Linked DNA regions of Sus scrofa: region 1 is linked to region 2. Evidence: chromatin contacts called from public HiChIP or PLAC-seq data. All regions are on one chromosome and are shown on one strand. Each heading gives the region's core, a stretch centred on a gene start, on an enhancer-like site or on the middle of the called end of the contact. The rest is flanking DNA. Distances are from core to core; before and after follow the strand shown.

Region 1 (6,180 bases), core at 3,093-5,592, 580 kb before region 2:
ACTTGCTAACCTGCACATTATATGATATTTTACAGATACTTAACCCGTAAATGATTTCAGTTTTTTAAATTTTCTTTTGGAGCTGATACTTTGTTTCTATCTGTAAAGTTGTTCTGTGTCTTCCTAGAAGTATTTACCCTTTATACCCTGATAATTTTGATAAACTCATTTTGTTACTAACAATTTTCAATAAAAACCAAAACTAACTATAATTCTACCCTTTTTATAAAGTGAAATTACATCAATCACCTTTAACAATTTTGTGTATATTCTTCATGGTATTTTTCCTTAAAGTCTCTGGTACCACAGTGAAGACTAATGCTAAGTAAGAAATGCTTACACATTTTTTTTAATATTTCACATGATTTTTTTAAAAAAATCACATTTTCAAACACTAACATGAGGAAAGACAATGAAATTTAAACTACAGAGAATCCAAAGCATAAAACAATTATGTTGGGCTTAAATACACACACACACACACACACACACACACACATTTATATACATACACACACACATATAGAAAGCAGATCAGAGGAAAATAAAACTAGTGGCAAAAATCAGTATTCTCCCCAGTGGCAGTCTTTGTGATTTTCTGAAATTTCCAAATTTACCATAATTAAAATTAATTTCTGTAAAAGTTAAAGGAAATCTCAGAAATGATTTAAATGGTATCACAAGGAAAACAGGTGTGCTGCCATCACAGGTGTAGTTCCCAATCACAAAACAAGGTCCTTAAAGAATAAAAGTGAATATGTGAGACATTGCTTATGAGGCACTGACAAAAAACCTGCCTAAGCTACATGAGAACAGTAGACCATTTTGAAGCCGATGACACATCTCTGTATTGAAGTCAAGCATAATATGAATATCGTGACATAATACCACGAGCACAAGTATTCTGAAATTGCCTCAAACACTAAAAGGCACTTAAATCAAACGTCCTTATCCTTTCACTTCGTCAGCAACTGTCTACCTAGAAGACCAAGAGCATGCTTCTGAAATTAACCACAATGGCTATCTAAAAGGACTTCCAGGCAACAAGACAAGAACAACAACAAAAATAGAGCATGAGGAGAATAAGAGAGGAGACTTGAACCGCTCAGCCTGTCTCTGTAACTGCAAGGCCTCATTTGTAACTCAGGTCACCAGGTGGCTTTGAAAATTAACTAAAACTAGCCAGAACAACCACGTACCAAGGAATCAGGAGTCACAACTGGCTAGTTAGTGGCTACCCTTTAGGACAACGCAGATGTCACATCTCCATCATCACAGAGAGCTTTCCCGGCCAGTGCTCATCTACAGAATGTTTCTGCATTTTGTCTCAAGACCCAACAGCCAAGCGTGCAGGTGGCAGCAGCTCCTCATCTCTCTGCTGTCCTCTGCGAGGACCCAGTCCACAGGACACGTCAGACAGACGGCGGGGTGAAAGGAGAGCAGCAGGCGGACCAATCGCCTTCAACACAGCAATGGCTCACGGTGCGCTGGTCTAGTTCTTACAGGAGGGGAGAAGGAACAGGGAGGCTAGAAGCATTCAAAAGCCACAAGCTCATGCAGAAAGCTAAGGAATGTAGAAAAACCTTCTGTGCAAAGTCATTACCCCACAGAAGTGTTTTGTTTTGTTTAAATCACAAATGGTTTTAGGTGATCCTGATACAGCTGGAGGGTGAACGGTCAGCAAGCACCTAGACTCAGGAACAAGGTGCCACATGAAACTGTTCTGCGTTAGACTCGCCTCTTGCTCCAGGATACAGGCACTGAGAGGTGTAAACCCACAGAGGGCTCTAGGCTCACTGCCTCCTTCCTACATGAGCAGAGAAGCCAGCCCCCTGTACTTCTGGTGCAGGGAGGATGCGCACACCAGAGCCCCCCTCCTATCTATGGCCTTGCCACGCCCCTCCAGCTTCTGCAAAAGCATCCAAACATTTCCTAACCCCAGACCACAGGGCATGGAGCAAGCTGGAAGGCCATAAGCCTCCCTTAGACACACCCTGTCATCACTCATCACTAAAACAGAACCAAGTGAGCCAAAGGGGGGGTGAGGGTTTTATTTTACTTAAGGAGAAAACCAAGGAAGGGATGACTGCTCATAGAGATACCCAGGGCAGAACTAGAATTCTAAGACCAAGTCAGGGCGTATCATAACAATGTACCAACTTTTTGATGCATCCACTATTGCTTTAAAGGGCTGGAATCCAGAAACTTGGGGTTGATGATTTGACAGATTGCGGGGTGAATGGTTATATAACATAGCCACTATCACTTCTAAAAGGCTGCTGAGGAGTTCCCTGGTGGCTCAGAGGGTTAAGGATCTACTGCTGGGGCTCTGGTTACAGCTGTGGCACAGATTCGATCCCTGACCCCAGGAACTTCCACAGGCCATGGATGAGGCCCCACACACAAAAAAAAATTTTAATAAATAAAAAGATAAAAAGCTTCTGAAAATAAAGGCCCTAAGAATGTCCTTTCTTTGACACTGACCTAAAGTTTGGTTGCCATCCTCATGTACTTTCTCCATCCACCCACCTTGGGCCTCAGGCCTCTCCCCACCAAGCCAGCTGGTACAGACCCATCTTCTTTCATGAACCAAGTGCCAGCTCAGAAACCGGCCTCGAGCGCTCTGTGCGCATGTGGGGCGCCCCACCCCCACACACCCAACTCTTCCTATTCCTACTGGGCAGGTTTCCCAACAGCACTGAGGGATGACCTGCTGCGAAAAACAAAAGAGGGATCATTTCCTGCTAGCTACCTAGGTCAGGGTTTCTGCTCCCCAAGTCCTAGGGGGAGGTCTAATTACAGGCTGGCGCCCAGACCTCAGGAATGAAGCAAACCAATTTTAATACAGCCCTTTAAGTGTGCTGTTTTATGACACAGCTACAGCTTTTATGAGAAGTGGTCAGGTAATGCATATCTAGAACCTCAGTAACAAATGCCCTTTGAACGCTTCCCTTCTGCCAGGTACTAAGGACTTTAAATAAATCATCCCATTAATGCTAAAACTATTGCTTCTGAGAAAGAAATTATTCCTCCACGTAGAGAGCTGGGAAACAATGAGCTGGAGCCCAAGACGATGGCCAAGTCAGGTCTGCTAGTTCTCTTCCCCCTTGGTGGGACTGTGAGCCATTCTTTCAGAGATGACAGCATGGTCCTCTCTGCCAATTTCCACGACAGGGGCTGGAGGGCTGTGGCCTCCTGGCCCGCAACTGGCAGGAGGATGAATGCCCCGCAGTTCCCTCCAGGAAGCCTCTAGTTCACGTGTATTCACAGCTCCAGGGCCTCAAGCTAGACCAGGGCCACTGAACCCACCTCGCGTTTCAGAGTCTATCCAGGAAGGCGTAGCTTTGGTTCATACGGATGCCTTTTTTTCTGAGTATGTGTAATACACAGATTGTTCTGAGCTCTCTCTGTCCACCACCTTCCAATGAAACCCCATCAATTCCTCAGACAGAAAGCACCCTTGACTTGGATTCTGCTTCACAATGGGGCAAAGAACGTCAAGGAGACTGTGTGGCAAGTCAGCCAGCAGTGGTGCCCAGCACCTCCCATCCACTACCGAGACTAGCCACTTGATGGCAATCTTAATCTATCCCCTTGGAATTCCTCCATAAAGGAGACCCTAGCAGGAAGGGGCGCCACGAGTGGGCCGGCGGGCACTAAGGACACTGCTGGGGGAGGCATCTTTGCTGGCCGGCATCTGCGGTGACAGGGTTGTGAAGGATGGATAGAGCAGCTAAGCCAAGGGTCTCCCCGGGGTTATTCTCCACGTCACGGACGCCGGCGGGGGCCCGGACAGCAGTGAGTGTACGAGCTCTGCCGTCAGACAACCTGGGAAGATGGAAATCTCCCAGGCCCCATGGCACATTCACATCGGGCTTTCCATTAACAGACCGAAGCGCAGGCAGACAGATGGTAACGAACAGGATAATAAATCAACGGCAGGCTCCTGCTTCTTATCTCGGCACCTTGCCCCCTGAAACCAGAGGGGGGGAAAAAGGCCCAAAATGAAAAAAGGGGACCTTCCTTCAAAGGTGCAACACTTGTTGAATCAAGAAGCCCAGCGCTTTCCTTCTTACTGAAATAGTAAAAGAGGAGGGGGGAGAAAAAAGAAAGAAACAAAACAAAACAAAAACGCTATTTTGCATCTTCTGCAGAAAAGGCTCTCTGGAAAGAAAAAAACATACAGAAACGCAGTGTCAGTTGCATTCACTAGACACGTCTATTTTCAGTGGCAGGAAGATTAACCTCGAAATATGGGAAGAAGAGGGAAGGAAACGGGCTGGTGTCTGGAAGCAGCCGGCTGGCTCGGCTGGGATGACGACGTGTTTCCCCACACAGCTCGACCTGGCCCTGCGCGGTGGCTCCGTAACGCTTGGCTTGTGGATTTATAAGGAGGGTTCAGACGGGGAGTGGAGCTTGTGCCAATATTTTCCTCGGAGGGATTCAGAAAGTGCCAGCTGAGAGGCTTCCAGCTCACCCTTTACAACTGTAACACTTTCCAACCAAGTCGACTGGAAAGGCCCTTTTCAAGGAGCACCAGTTGTCTGAAGTCAGGTCAAGGACCGAGTGAGACAGTGTAAAGGCTGGGGTACGGGCTAGGCAACTTCCAGCGCAGCCACGATGGAATTCCTGCATGCCATGATGGAATCTTCTGGAACATTTCCACCGGTGTGTCAGCACTGCACTGACCGTGTCTGAAGAGGATTCGTCAACCCTCCAAAAGGTGGGGTGCAACTTTCCAAGTGGGGATTCAGTGAGTCAGGAAGGGGTGGGAAGGAGAGCGGCAAAAACAATGGAGTGAACATCTCCCGCTGGAGACCCTGAGCTGCCTTCATGCAGCAGAAGGCAGAAGGCAGAGCCCTGGCAAACTGGAACAAGTGCCACCTCAGACAGCACCAGAAGCTGCCTGCGAGGCTGGGCCCAGATGGCCTTCCCTGCCATCAAGATCAGGTGCCAAGCACAACCAAGATGCCCACCTCCCTGCCAAAGGGAAGCACAGCCCTGGTTAAGAAATAATGCAGAAGACAAGGGCAGGGCAGGGTAGGGCACCGGGAAGGGGCCCATCCAGGAGCGCTGGTGGCAGGGCAGGGAAGGACAGGACTGGGCCCTCCTTGGAGCCACACAGGGACAGCCTGGCTGATGGCTGGGCTGACACTGGCCGCTCTTCTCCTTGAGAAACAAGGCTGAGGTTATAAAACAGCTCATGTTTCATTCACTGTCCCCAAACCTCCTGGAATGAGAGACCTGTCTTCTTTTATAGTCTTTCAGAAAGAAATTATAAGGAAGCTAAATCTGGGCCTCTGCAGAAAGACCCTAAAGACTACAGAGGAGTCTAGAAGGATAGATGAGATTTGGCAGCAAGCGAGATAAAGTAAGGAATTGTAAATTAAGGGATTTGTAGACCGTAGGGTAATTTCCCCAAAGCATATCCAGTTATCACTCTTCTGGCTTTAAATACATACCGTACAGGACTCTAGGCATTTAATGTGGCTCAAGTAATAACAGGTTATTTCCAAAAGCTAAGTTAAAAGGTTCTCTAAATTTGGGGAGAACGGGATCTAAGAAAGTCACCAGCAAAGCAAAACTGCACTAGTCCGTTGTGGTAAATCTGATGGTGATTATAAGCTCCATGAAACGCACGTACCGCAGGCTTCAAATCACGAACTGGGTAAAATTTAGAAAACACAGGAGCCTGTGCTCCAAGGAGAAGGAGGCAGGTGGTGTTATCCTTTACAGGAAGGAACCCAGAGAAGTTCCATGCATGAGCAAGCTACCTCTGGCTGCGCCAGCCCTAGCTGGTGGCTCCACAGGCCCTTCCCTTCACAATCCAGTGGAGGATTTTCGATATTCAGAAAGCACTGCCCTATAAATTACATTTACAGCATAATATTTAGGCAAATAAGATGAACTGATGTATAACAAATAGGATTCTCTCAACTTCAAATAATCACACCATTTTTCCAAACTCAAGGGAAAATCGTCCTTCTCAGGCCATGTCATTTGCCCATGACCCCCCCGCCCCCGCCCCAACAAGTCCTGGGGCTTGGAAACCCCCTCTCCTGAGCGCCCAGCCTTGGAGAGCAGCTCCCTTTTCCAAGACTGAGGGTTTTTTTTTTTTTTTGGTCTTCTTAGGGTCACATTGGCCCAGCCTTGGAGAGCAGCTCCCTATGCATATGAATC
Region 2 (6,340 bases), core at 2,194-4,693:
CTCCCTGCCCCGGGGCTGGGGGGTAGGGGAGACAGCAGGAGGTGAGTGCTCGGAGTTTGCTCAGAGCAGCGGCCCTGAACCCACTATTTCAGGTGATCAGGCGCACAGAGGTCCTCCGATGCCTGAGGCAGCCCAGGGAAACGGGGCCTCTTGCATCCCAGACTCCTCACTTGGTCTTGCGGGGTTGCTCTCCTTGCCTGTGTCAGCCTCTGCTACCGCTGCAGCCCCTGCTGTCTCTCGTTCCACTCCTCACGATTCGGGCTTCCTTGTGCCTCTTCTGGTGATGCTTGCTTGCTCCTCCCCAGATGTGGCCGCAGACGTGACGGATCTCACCACCCCGCGTCCTGCGAGGCCTGATGGGACCACGCGGTGTGGTGGTTCCCTCTTGGCAGAGCTTCCCGCCCCGGCCAGCTCTTGCTTGACTTGTTTGCCGCTGCTCACATCAGATGGGGCAGCAGGGAGGCAGGACCCTACTGGATGAAGCTGGCCTTTGAAGAGGGAATTGCCCGAGGTGAGCCCCTTCCTCAGAGAAAGGCTGTGGGCCATTGTAAAGGGGACACGTGTGGGACAAAAGTTTTTCTTGGAGTTCCCGTCGTGGCGCAGTGGTTAACGAATCCGACTAGGAACCATGAGGTTGCGGGTTTGGTCCCTGCCCTTGCTCAGTGGGTTAAGGATCCAGCGTTGCCATGAGCTGTGGTGTAGGTTGCAGACGCGGCTTTGATCCTGCGTTGCTGTGGCTCTGGCGTAGGCCGGTGGCTACATCTCCGATTCGACCCCTAGCCTGGGAACCTCCATATGCTGCGGGAGCGGCCCAAAGAAATAGCAAAAAGTCAAAAAAAAAAAAAAAGTTTTTCCTGAGCCTCTCTGCAGCATAGAGGGAAGAAGATTCAGTTTTCTGGGAGAAATCCTCGGGAGAGCTGAGTGCTGGGTCAGAGGAGGGCAGCGTGAGAGGACCGCCCACCTGCCTCCAGATTGTGGGGTTGCCTAGAGGAATTTGAGAATATATGGTGGATTCTTAGCTTGTGCCTGATGTGCGTCCCCCCTCTGGTGCCTCTGTGTTTGTCGTGGGAAGGGTACTGAAGACCAGGGGTCCAGAGGAGGCAGCCCAGAACCAGAATGTGAAGGTGTGGGAGCTTGGGCTAGATGCCCAGATTGGCTGAAATTGCAGGGAAGATGTTAGACACTCAGTGGCCTGGACTTGGGTGGCCTAGAGATTATCCAGAGGTCTTCCTTAACCTCTAACTGTCACATAAAAGGCAGCGTCTGGGTAGAAAGATGAGATCAGACACCAAAGTTCAAATAGCCAGAAAGAAACACCAGACCAGAGGGGAGGGGCCAAGACTGGCCCCCATTAGGGCAGAGAGGTGGAGCTGCTGGAATGTGGGTCAGGACCTCTCGTTTAGGGACAGACTCGCCAGTGGGCGGAAGGCATCCTTCAGGGCCACTTCCGTGATTGGGAGAAGGGAAGCTACAAGGATGGAGGGAGAACTAGACACCCAGCCTCAAGCCACGTCCCTTCCTCGCAGAGTGTGAAAGAGTGCCGAGGAAAAGTGGGCTGCACACCCACTCGCCGGCCTTTCTCTCTCCTAGCCCATTGTCTCCACTCCCCTCTCGGCCTGGGCCCTCCGCGAGAGACAGAGCCATCCTCGGAGAAGCCTTTGTCACAACCCAGCCTTGATATGGGCCGTGAAGGTGAATGGATGAACACCAAGGAAATAAGCCGCTGAGCGCGGTTTTGAGACTGCATCTCAAAACGATGTTGGTCACCTGCCTCCTCTGAGTGTAATAGAAGTCATGCAGCTTAAAAACTCTGACTGTTGATTTGAAAATTTACCCCATGCAGTGATTGATAATAGAAGCTTTCAGGAATGAACAAAAAAAGAGGGGGAGGGGACGGTACACCAGTGCCGGGAAAACATATGTGGATAAGGTTCCACATATGTTTGAAAGGGAGGATGCTTAAAAGCCTTGACAGTTCACCTTCCCCATGTGGCGCTCAGCTGTCCCGACTTCCCGGGTCTGGGTTACAGGTGGGCACACAGAGGCACAGGCCATCAGGAGAGGAGGGTGCAGGCTCTCTGTCCATCTTGGTATCATTCTTGGTTTTTTTTCTTCTTATGGTTGCACCTGCAGCATATGGAAGTTCTCAGGCTAGGGGTCAAATTGTAGCTGTAGCTGCCAGCCTATACCACCGCCATGGGGTCCGAGCTGCATCTGCAACTCACTGCGGCCTGTGGCAACACCAGATCCTTAACCCACTGAGTGAGGCCAGGGATCCATCGCACATCCTCATGGATGCCATGTCGGATTCCTAACCCACTGAGCCAGAAGGGAAACCCCCTCTTAGTATCATTATTTAAAGCGGCACAGTGACCAGACTACCACCGATGGCTTATTTTGAACCAACCAGGAGAAAAAAAAAGGAGGCCTGGCCGTTCCCAGAGACCGCTGCCCCTGTCCCTGCCTGCACTTAAGAGGGCCACTTGACCGTTCCGAGGAAGATGTTACTGTGGACCAAAAAAAGACATTCTGTTTGACTGGGCCGTGCTCCAAAGAGGGAAGATGTGGCCTCTTCGTCCCTCGATTGCCTTCGAAGCAGACTTTTCCCTCCCCCGGGGTCGTTCATCAGATTAGAGCCCTTTTCTAGGCCCTCGACTTTGTTAGAGATTTTCTTAGGAAACACCCAGTGGTTTCAGGTTTTAGTGGAAGGAGGGTGGATGGAACTTCATTGACGCTGAGCCTGAGGTCGAGGCGAGGGCAACGATCTGTCCGATTCGCTATTCTCAAGATGGAAGGAGGGAGGGAAGTTACACCAAGCCCCTCGAGTGACGCCGTCTTAGTGAAGCAGTCCTGAGGGTCAGCCTGGGTTTGAGCGGCCTGGAGGGGATTTATTGCCTAGAACAGCGAATTCTAAAATGCAGCTGCAGTCCAGACACGTGAAGAACCTTCGTAAATACTGATGCCTGGGCCTCATTCCCACAGAGTCTGACTCAGTCGGTGTGTTTATTTCCTGGGGCTGCCACAGCAAAGTTCTACAGACTTCAGGGGGTGGGGTGGTGCTTAAACAGCAGACATGTATTGTCTCGCAGCTCTGGGGGCTAGAAGTCCAAGATCAAGGCCCTGGCAGCGTTAGTTTCTTCTGAGGCCTCTCTGCTGGGCTTGCAGCCGCCTGCCTTCTTCCCGCATCCTTACAGGGGGTCCGTGCTCTCATCTCCTGTTCTCATGAGGACACGGGTCACATTGGAGCTGGCCCACTGTCGTGACCTCCTTTCACTTTAGCCACCCTCCAAAGACCTGATGGCCAAGAGGAGCACCCTCTGAGGCGCTGGGGTTAGGACTTCCACCATGAATCTGGGGGGACACGGTGTAGCCCGTAGCAGTCGGCCGGGCGAGCTCAGGCATCGGTGCCGTGAGCGCCTCCCCCAGATACTCGGATTGCAGCTGAGGTTGGGAATCTCTGTTCCAGATGGCTCTGTCCGAGCATCCAGAAACAGCTGCTTGGAGCAGAATCCCCGGACAGTCATTTTTTACATTGTGAAAGTGCTGGGAACTTGTGCAGGAAAAGGCTGCTGTAAACAGAGCGACGCAAAGAGCTTCGGATACCAAATGAGGTGACCGTGGAGAGACTGTTCAGAAGTCCCTCCTGCCTCCCTGGGGATGGGGATGGGGGCGCTGCTCTTCTCCCCCGCCCCCGCCCCGGGGGTCCAGCAGGCGGGGTGCTTTTAAGGAGCTCCCCAAGGACGGCCAGACTCCCTCACTGCACTGCTGGATTTTCTGAGCGTCGTGATCTGTGGCTTGGTTTCCTGAGTTGACCTACCCCCCAGGAGGGGCGCGCCCTGTGCAAGCAGCTGGCCTCAGTTCTTGGGCCAGGAATACAGTAGCACCTTCCAGAACCCCGCAGCGGGGCCCTTGGACAGACACGCCTGCCTCCTGTGAGAGTGCTTGATGAGAGGTGAACAATTAACGGGAGGCTGGGGTCGCTCCCAGGCGGATCTGCCGCGGGTGGTGACTGGCGTGTGGGGGCGAGTGTCGTGATGCAGCGCCCGGGCTGACTCAGCCCAGCTCCCCTCCCGGCTCCCGGCAGGCACGCACTGGCGCCTCCTGGCTCAGCCCGCGGCAGGAGTCTGTTTCTCTGTTGCTCTTGCCCTGCAAACTCAGTTCTGGCTTTTTCAAAGATTGCTGATTTTTTTTTTTAAAGACAATCCTTTTGTGAATCTGACTTTCCTTTTTGTTCATAGCTGATGGTTGCCCTGTGTCTCTCACTCCGAGGCCAGTTATTCACAAGTAAGAGGAGCGGTTCCCCCCGCCTCCCATGAGCCCACATTCATCCGGAGGTCAGGAGGCACTCAAGTTCCCCTCCTGACGTCCTCTGTCCTTAGTCCCCCCCCTCCACCCCACCCCGAGAGGACAGACTTGATGCGGCCTCGCTCTCCAGCCTGGAATGTGTGTCAGGTGCTGGCTTGGGGGGCTTTCCTTCCTTCACTGCACGGCATCCTCTCAGAGGACCAAAGCCACCAGTATGCTTGGCACCCCCACTTTGCAGATGAGGAATCAAAGCTCAGGGGGTGAAGACCTGCCCGGGAATATCCAATGGTGGGAGAATCAGATTCAGATCTACCTCATCCTGACTCCAGATCCCATTCCTGGCTGCTGGGCCTTCTGAGCAGTGCTGACACACCGCTGCTGATCCCATGCGCCCCCCTGGCTCTACAAGGCATCTCTCTGGTGGGCCGTCTCACACCTCTGACCCAGACCTTTCCTTGCCTGAGCTGCAGGCTGGGGCCCCTCGGAGCTCACCTGCCCCCCGCCGAGCTCCAGATGGCCCTCTTTTTGGGAGCCTGCTCTGCCCTGACCTTCCCTTTCCTGAGGATTTGTCTCCATTCAGTGACTCAGGCCAAGATGTGGGAGTCACCCTTGACTCCTCGCTCTCTCCCAGCCCACAGGCACGTCATCAGCGAATCCAGCGAGACTAACAATATCCAGAACCCAGCCACCTCCTCCCACCTCCGCCGTGACCGCTCTCCTCCCCGCCTCCGTGAGTCATCTCTGTCACCCCCTCATTCAGAGCCCTTGGAGCCTTCCTGTCTCATTCAGGGGTGTCAGTTATTAAGTTATTGCCTCCTGACTCCACGCCCGTCCTTCCACATTGGATTTCACCTCGCCCCGACTGGGCCCCCAGAAACCACCCTTCTCCTTGCTCAGCTCGCTCGGCCGGTAGGAGGCGCTAGAGGGAGAGCTCACCCCTGCAGAAGGGACTGCTTCCTCTGTTTTCTGTGGGTTCCCCTCGCCTGCACCTCCTGTGAGGGGCACCACGGCCCTACTGCCTCACCCCCACAGAGGCAGGCCCTTGCCGTAGCAGCAGTTACATCCACGCTGCAACTTTCTTCACACTCAGGAACCAACCTCACTGTGCACCCCAGGGTCAGCAGAGCTGGTTGCATTTCCCCCTCTGCAGGGTCCTGAACCTGGAGGACCCTCTTCAGAGCTTCCAGGGGTGTTTTAAGCGGCCTTGGGGAGAATCCTAAAGAGGGTGCTGGCATCACAGGAGAATGAAGACGGGAGCCACCTGGCACTGTCAGCGTCTCCACTGCGCGAGGCCCTGGCTGTACCTGGGAAGTGCGTTACATCCTCCCTCTCTTTTCACCCAGTTGCTATAGTTTTTCCCGGCTGGGAGGCCTGGGGGGGGTGCAGAGCTAACTAAATTTAGAAGTTGCGGAATCTACGGCATCTCAACTTCACTCTCACTTTCCATTCTGACTGGCTTTTGAACTAATGGACATGGAGGGGCTGCCTTCCTAGAACAGTATCCTCCGAAGTTCATGGAACACCCTAAGTGGTTACCAGCTCCCGTGAGCTTAATTCATAACAGACAGGCTTGGGAGTGTCGGTGGCTGGCTTGTCCTCTGTGTACAGACTTTGTGAGGCCAGGTCTGCCGTGGAGATGGCCACACCTCACTTCTAAGATGAAGCTTCATCGAACTGGACTAACGACATTTTCAGACCAGGAAGAGGCAAGAGAGTTTCTTGACGCTAGCAGTTAGCAGGGACTCACCTTCCCAGAGCTGAAGGTGGAATGGACCCTAAATCCGGCACGTTCCGGGCTACACCCTGCCCTGCTGGGTTGTGGGTAGGTTCCCTGGATTACAGTGGCATGTTACAGTTCTCACTGCGTGGTTCATCTGTTCAGTCTTGTTTGCCTTGGACCTGAGCCACCCGGGTTTCTGAAGGTGGTGAGCTGGCCACTGTTCCTGGCCCCACAACACAGGTGTGATCTGTGCCATGTGAAATGCGAGTGGCAATTATAGTGGCTGATTTGAAAGGAAACTGAACACCCTAGCTT

Evidence for each region. HiChIP or PLAC-seq counts read pairs in DNA pulled down with a chosen protein or histone mark.
Region 1: a contact with region 2 is called in an H3K27ac HiChIP or PLAC-seq map of skeletal muscle, with 4 times the contacts expected there. The contact joins two enhancer-like sites. A contact is called at or near these places in 2 of 2 datasets of contacts at active chromatin or transcription factors (alveolar macrophages and skeletal muscle).

The regions. Positions count from the first base shown.
Region 1 is chr7:11,488,968-11,495,147 of Sscrofa11.1, reverse strand. All of the region lies in intron 3 of JARID2 (protein Jumonji), which reads right to left. Among named protein-coding and RNA genes, the nearest start is that of JARID2, 130 kb to the right of the region's middle. Within about 2 kb of position 4,342, at least 24 of the 83 cell types and tissues checked have an H3K27ac peak or open chromatin away from gene starts, as enhancers often do. A contact at or near this core is called in skeletal muscle, where this site is marked.
Region 2 is chr7:10,909,129-10,915,468 of Sscrofa11.1, reverse strand. No RefSeq gene overlaps it. Among named protein-coding and RNA genes, the nearest start is that of MIR9807, 150 kb to the right of the region's middle. Within about 2 kb of position 3,443, at least 25 of the 83 cell types and tissues checked have an H3K27ac peak or open chromatin away from gene starts, as enhancers often do. A contact at or near this core is called in skeletal muscle, where this site is marked.